Regions from separate parts of the Sus scrofa genome. Here region 1 is linked to region 2. The links are chromatin contacts, called in public HiChIP or PLAC-seq maps. All regions are on one chromosome and are shown on one strand. Each heading gives the region's core, a stretch centred on a gene start, on an enhancer-like site or on the middle of the called end of the contact. The rest is flanking DNA. Distances are from core to core; before and after follow the strand shown. Region 1 overlaps DNER (delta and Notch-like epidermal growth factor-related receptor). Region 2 has its middle 350 kb from the start of PID1.

Evidence for each region. HiChIP or PLAC-seq counts read pairs in DNA pulled down with a chosen protein or histone mark.
Region 1: a contact with region 2 is called in an H3K27ac HiChIP or PLAC-seq map of skeletal muscle, with 10 times the contacts expected there. The contact joins two enhancer-like sites. A contact is called at or near these places in 1 of 47 Hi-C or Micro-C datasets (heart right ventricle) and 1 of 2 datasets of contacts at active chromatin or transcription factors (skeletal muscle).

Annotation. Positions count from the first base shown.
Region 1 is chr15:130,431,781-130,434,748 of Sscrofa11.1, reverse strand. DNER (delta and Notch-like epidermal growth factor-related receptor) reads left to right here. Exons shown (of 13, transcript XM_021076495.1): 11 at 1,265-1,396. Among named protein-coding and RNA genes, the nearest start is that of PID1, 220 kb to the right of the region's middle. Within about 2 kb of position 1,543, at least 12 of the 83 cell types and tissues checked have an H3K27ac peak or open chromatin away from gene starts, as enhancers often do. A contact at or near this core is called in skeletal muscle, where this site is marked.
Region 2 is chr15:129,864,422-129,867,447 of Sscrofa11.1, reverse strand. No RefSeq gene overlaps it. Among named protein-coding and RNA genes, the nearest start is that of PID1, 350 kb to the left of the region's middle. Within about 2 kb of position 1,762, at least 10 of the 83 cell types and tissues checked have an H3K27ac peak or open chromatin away from gene starts, as enhancers often do. A contact at or near this core is called in skeletal muscle, where this site is marked.

The DNA.
Region 1 (2,968 bases), core at 294-2,793, 570 kb before region 2:
GCCACCTCTGAAATGGTCTGTGAGTGACGTATGGTGGTTTTGTAAACACAAGGTAAACCAACGGCAGATTAAGAGCCCTTTAAAACTAAGTAAGTGAACCTAGAAGAAATTTCCGAAGGAGACACCAAAACATTGCCTTTGAAAATGGACAAGATATTTGATTTTGCTCTTTTGCTTTAACTATGACTATAGCAGAGCAAGGAGATTTTTTAAAAATCACTTTTTACATTTAAGCAAATGGAGGTGTATTTGCAATTTTGTTTTTCTTGTTTTCAAACTTTTAAGAAAGAGTGCCGCAGCTTGACGTACCCTCTGTTTAGCTTTGCTGTGATGTCTTTAAGAGGAGTGCACATTTTGTATTGACTCATCACATGGCTTTAAAAATCACATGAAGATGGTTTTGTTTGTCTCATTTCTAATAACAAGCTGTTGGTCTTTGGACCATGGTGACTTCTGCCTGTGTTCTGATCTGTTAGTTTAAATCAGGCTTTCTTGGTGGGGAGGGGACAAGGGTGCCCCCCGCATGCTGGGTGTCGTATGATCAGGAGCCCCAAGTCACAGATTGCATTATGGGAGACGGACAGGCTGGAGCAGACTCAAGCTCCCTGCAGCTGGGCTCACCCCAGAAGTCACAACTGTCCTTCTTTAGGTGGATTTAATGTCCCCCCTGAGGATGTCAGTCCCTCCCAGAAGCAGATCCAGGAATTTGGCAAGAGGAGAATATTTTCCTCATTGACTCAGGCTAGGCACACAGCTGGGCCCTAGAACTATCCAGAAAACAGCCAAATGTCCAGACTCACACAATCAGACACTTGGCTACCAAAACAAACAAACAAAAAATCATAAACTGTGAGTTTTTGGCTTTCCGGAGTCTCAGAAAAATAAAATCAGACAATTCAACTGACTAAATCCAAAACAAAATGGATTTCTTTAATAAAATCAGGAACCCGAGTTTGTTTTTCCGGTAAACCTTGAAAGGTTTATTCAGACATAGGACTCAGCTTCAGATAACTAATTCAATGGATTAAAGGAGAGTCTTTTGACGGGTGCCGTGTTTTTTCTTTTTTAGTTTTACTTCAATAGGGGATCCTTTGTCTGGAATTTGGGGAGAGGTTTGACACTTTATTGCAAACAGCAAATTGGGCTGCATTGCTGGAGATCAGGACCCCAGCCTCAGAGCTTGGCTTAGCCGGAGAAGTGATGGGGGGGCCAGAGCCGTTGGGGCAGCTAGCTGGCTCACCGCCTCCTTTCTTAATCTCCTCAGGCGAAGACTGTGACATCGACATAAATGAATGTGACAGTAACCCCTGCCATCACGCCGGGACCTGCCTGGACCAGCCCAATGGGTATACCTGCCACTGCCCACATGGCTGGGTGGGAGCAAACTGTGAAATCCGTAAGTATTTCTGCAGCTCCGTCACTGTTATTTGCCATTACATTTTCATTCAACAAGCAGAGGATGCCAGTGGCACCCAGCCAGTCCTCGTAGACGAGGCGGTGAGGCCCTGGGGGGACCTCGTGTCACCCGCACCTCCGAGTCCCAGCAGAAGACTTTTGCTCACTGCCTTATTCAGCTCCCACTCGCTCTATGAATCCAGTCTTTCCACCGGGATGAGAAGATGCAGATGTCATCCAGAGGTCACAGCTGCTAAGAGAGCCAAAAATGTGCGTAGCTGAGAAACATTAGCATCGTATCAAGAAAGAGCGTCTTTGTGTTGAAAGAGTAAAACGAAACAAAACAAAACACACGCAGAATGTAAATTCACTTTGCGGTTATGTCTTCAAGTGTCTTCAGACGTATTCATTTCCATCAGTTGCCTGGAGAAAAGTCCAGTGAGGATGAGTGTAAAAGAAAACCTAAAAAGCATTTTAAGGGGCTTGGAGTGAAGTGTTCTCTAAAGACGGAGCCACGAGGTTTGACAGTGTCAGGATGGGGATTTTTTATACTAAAATAATGTCTCTATTGGGAGGGAGTTGAAAAGGAGAACTGCCCTGGAATTGAGTTTTCGTTGTTTTGTCAACTGCTGAAAATTTAACTGTAAAAGGTGTTTTCCTCTCATTTTAATTAGAGCAGGTGGGTTTGAATCTTTCATAACAGCTCCCTCCTGGGCCCTCTTGCCTCCTACTCCTCACGGGCAAAGCCAGCTCATCTGCTGTGTGAGTTTGGAAGGAGGCAGCTAGGTCTACATAGCACTGTCTGTCTCCTTCCTGGGCTGGCCTGCGGCTGCTTCTTCTCTTCCATGCTCTATGTGTTTCAAGAGCAGGCCCCTCACTGGTGGCCCAGCACAGCCTATGGCAAAGTGAGCTGGTCTAATGCCTAGTGTGTGTGTGTGTGTGTGTGTGTGTGTCTGAGGTCAGGGAGTGGCCAGTATCAGGAACTCTTCTTATCTGCAAATATGGACCACAGTCTTCAACAGCAGCTTGACCAGTACTGGAGGTGTTATTTGGGCTCTTCTCTGCTCACACTTTGTCTTTCATCTTGGCCCAGAGCTTGAGCGGGGAAGAGGATAATTCCTTTTAGGTCTTCCCCTCAACCTTTCCAAATACTTCCCTGCAGAATGGTCTTAGGATCAACTGTCCTTGCTCACAGTGGGGCGAAAAATACTCTTCTTGTTGAAAAAAAAAGGAAGGAGAGGGATTCCAGCGGTGCAAATGCGAAGGGCTGTGATTTGACATAGAATATTAAGACTTAAGTAGGTATAGGGTGTTAAGTCCAGTCTGGTGAGATCTGTTGGTGAAAAGGATCCCAGATGTAGGCAAACAGGACCTCTGTCCTTGCCCTGGGCATGGCGCTTACCATGTGGCTGAATTTAGTTGAGAAATGACAAGTTCCATGCCTTGGGGGCAGAGAAGTATCTATTTGTAATTTTAAAATCCTATTTGTGAAGATAAATATATGGTGGAGTGTGGATAAAAAGTCAGGAACAGAAAGGATGCCCTTAAGTAGTTTTGAACTAAAAGTTTATAG
Region 2 (3,026 bases), core at 513-3,012:
TGGCTAAATCAGAGTTCTAGTTATTTTGCTCCACTATGTCCTCTTGCAAACTTACCCATAACTTCATTCATCTAGATGCTCAAACTGATGACCTGATTTTCTCTATTGACCTTCTTTTACTTCCACAGTCCACATTTGTTCCATCAGCAGATGTTTTTAGTTCTGTTTTCAAAGCGTATCTAGAGTATGACCATTTTCTATCACCCCTACTAACACCAGCTGGATGCAAGCCACCCCTCCTGTTGGTTATTATGACAGGCTTCTCTTGGGATTCCTGACCTTGTGCATGCCAAGCAGCCAGAGGGATCCTTAAAAAAAAAGGAAAGAAAGAAGAAAGAAAGAAAGAAAGAAAAGGCAGATCATGTCCTTTCTCTACTCAAAACTCTTTATTTCTTCCTCATCGCACTCAAAATAAAAGTTCCAGTCCAACCATGACCTTATCCACTCCTGCCTCCTTGGCTTCATCCACCCATCCATCCCTAGTCCACTTTCAGAGACTCCAGCCAGAATGGACTCCTATGTTAGTTTTGTTTCTCCAAGAAACAGGCATCGAGATGGAACGAGATGGACAAGAGATTTACTAGTAGAAATTGTCAAAGATAAGTGTAGCTGAACATTAATTAAAGTGATGAAAACGGAATTTATTCAGTAACTGCTGACAGTAAGGGAAATAGCTGAAGCCCAGTCTGAATTGTTCAGAACGTTTTGAGCATTTTAAAGTGAGAATGAACGAGGATTTCCCGTTGTGGCTCAGTGGGTTAAGAATGTGACTAGTATCCATGAAGATGTGGGTTCAATCCCTGGCCTCGCTCAGTTCGTTAAGGATCCAGTGTTGCCACTAGCTGCAGGGTATGTCAAGAATGTGGCTTGGATGATGTTGCTGTGTCTGTGGCATCAGCCAGCATCTGCAGCTCCAATTCATCCCTAGCTTGGGAACTTCTGTATGCTGCAGGTGTGCCCTAAAAAGACCAAAAAAAAAAAAAAAAAGAAAAAGAAAAGAAAAGGGGGGGTGGTGGAAGAGTAAAAGAGAGAGGGAAGCTGGGTCTCAACAGAGGCAGAGAAGTGAAAAAATCACAAAGGGTTAGTGTATATGTGATTAGGCCAGCTATGCTTGCTAGCCAATAACTACTTAAGTCAGGACTCTATCCCCCACAGCGCCTGGGAGGCAAAGGCCTGATCTTTCCTAAGGGTAGTCTTTCAAAGGAATGGCTCTCCCAGCTTTGAGAAAGATGCTTCTAGTTGTGCAAGATACATCATCATGGCTGTAAGCCCTTTCCAGTAAATCTAAGAAAGGGCATGTCCTCAGATGTTGGCTAGAGGAAAGAGTGAATGTTCCCAGTGGTATTGAGCTTTATCAGGCCGGCATTGGTGGGCGGGGGTCATCTTAGAGACACAGCCTATGTTGCTAGGAGTCCTGCTCAAGTTTGGTCAAGTCTCTTCATGCAAGGCTTTGGGCAGAGTTGATATGGGTCTGCAGAGAATTCTGCAGTTCTCAAAATGCCAGGGAACTAAGAGGAGGAAGTGGGAAGGTGGGCAGGGTTTTCCGTACCATGACACAGGGAGTGCCATATACAGGAAAGGAATGTTAGAATAGTGTCACCTGAATAGTGGCCGGGCTGATGGGGAAGCCTCCCAAGTCCTCAAAGTTATGATGAGAGGAATCCTCAGCCTGGACGCACCACCATGTTCACGCTGAGGCCACACTCCCCAGTGCTGCTCCTGGCCAGTGGCTGAAAGGAATCACATTCCCCATCCAGGGGGAATGGCAGCTGCGGCTGTAGCCAACTATTGCCTTCCCAGCAGGGAATCCAAGCAGGGCGTTTTCATGGCCATCACACCTCCTTACTGTTGCCAGAGCACTCCAGGGTCACTCCTTCTCTGGCTGTTTCCTCTGCATGGAACACTCTCCTGCTGACACCCATTGAGTCCCTTCACCTTGGTGAGAATTCAGGCTGTACTCAAAAGTCCCTGTCCAGGGAAGGCTCCCAACCCATCCTGTCTCAAATGTTGCCCACAGACCACTAATATCCTATAAACCTCTTCCTTGGTGTGATTTTTCCTTCTTGAGCACTTATTACCATTTAAAATATCTTAGGTTTTATTGTTTATTGTTTACGTCCCTCCAACTAGAATGTAAAGGATTTGTTTTTATTAGGACTGTATTTCCATCATGTAGAATGGTTTTAGAAACATGGTTAGGTACTTAATAAATACCTGTAAATTCATTTTAATGAAAGTAATGGGACTATTGACTCTGCCCCTCAGAACATTCTAGTCTTTCTGCTGTAGCTTGGGAAAAGAAAAATGATGTTCTCTCAGAGATCTCAAACAGGGTTGGCACTAGGGCTATTTACAGGCTAAACTTTGTGGTTATGTCCAGGGCTGGGTTTTTTATTTTTCTTTTTTAATCTGCAAAGCTGCCTTGTCAATAAAGCAAATACTAAAATCCCATTTGATGAAACAACTAAGTATCAGGTCATTTCTAAAACTGAGACTTTCTTGGGAAACCACCTGAAAACCCCAAACCTACTTCTCTTGGGCTTTTTGTTTTGTTTTCTGCTTTTTTCAGGGCCGCACCTGCAGCATATGGAGGTTCCCAGGCTAGGGGTCAAGTTGGAGCTGTAGCTGCTGGCCTATGTCACAGCCACAGCAACACAGGATCTGAGCGGTGTCTGCAACCTACACCACAGCTCACAGCAATGCCAGATCCTTAACTCACTGAGCAAGGCCAGGGATCAAACCTAAATCCTCATGCATGCTAGTCAGTTTTGTTAACCACCGAGCCACTACGGGAATTCCCTTTTGGGCTCTTATTTTAGAATTATTCCAGGATTTGTCTTCTTCCTCTGATAGGGAGTCAGAGATGGAGTGGGGACAGAGGAGTTTCAGGATGCTTGCTTAGTTTGACAATTAGTTTTCTCTTCCAGGTTTGCGAGACTTTGCACAACCCAGTTTGCTAGTCTGTGAAAAAACAACACAAAACCTACAGAGATCTGAGCAATTACTACCCAGAGTACTGTTGTATG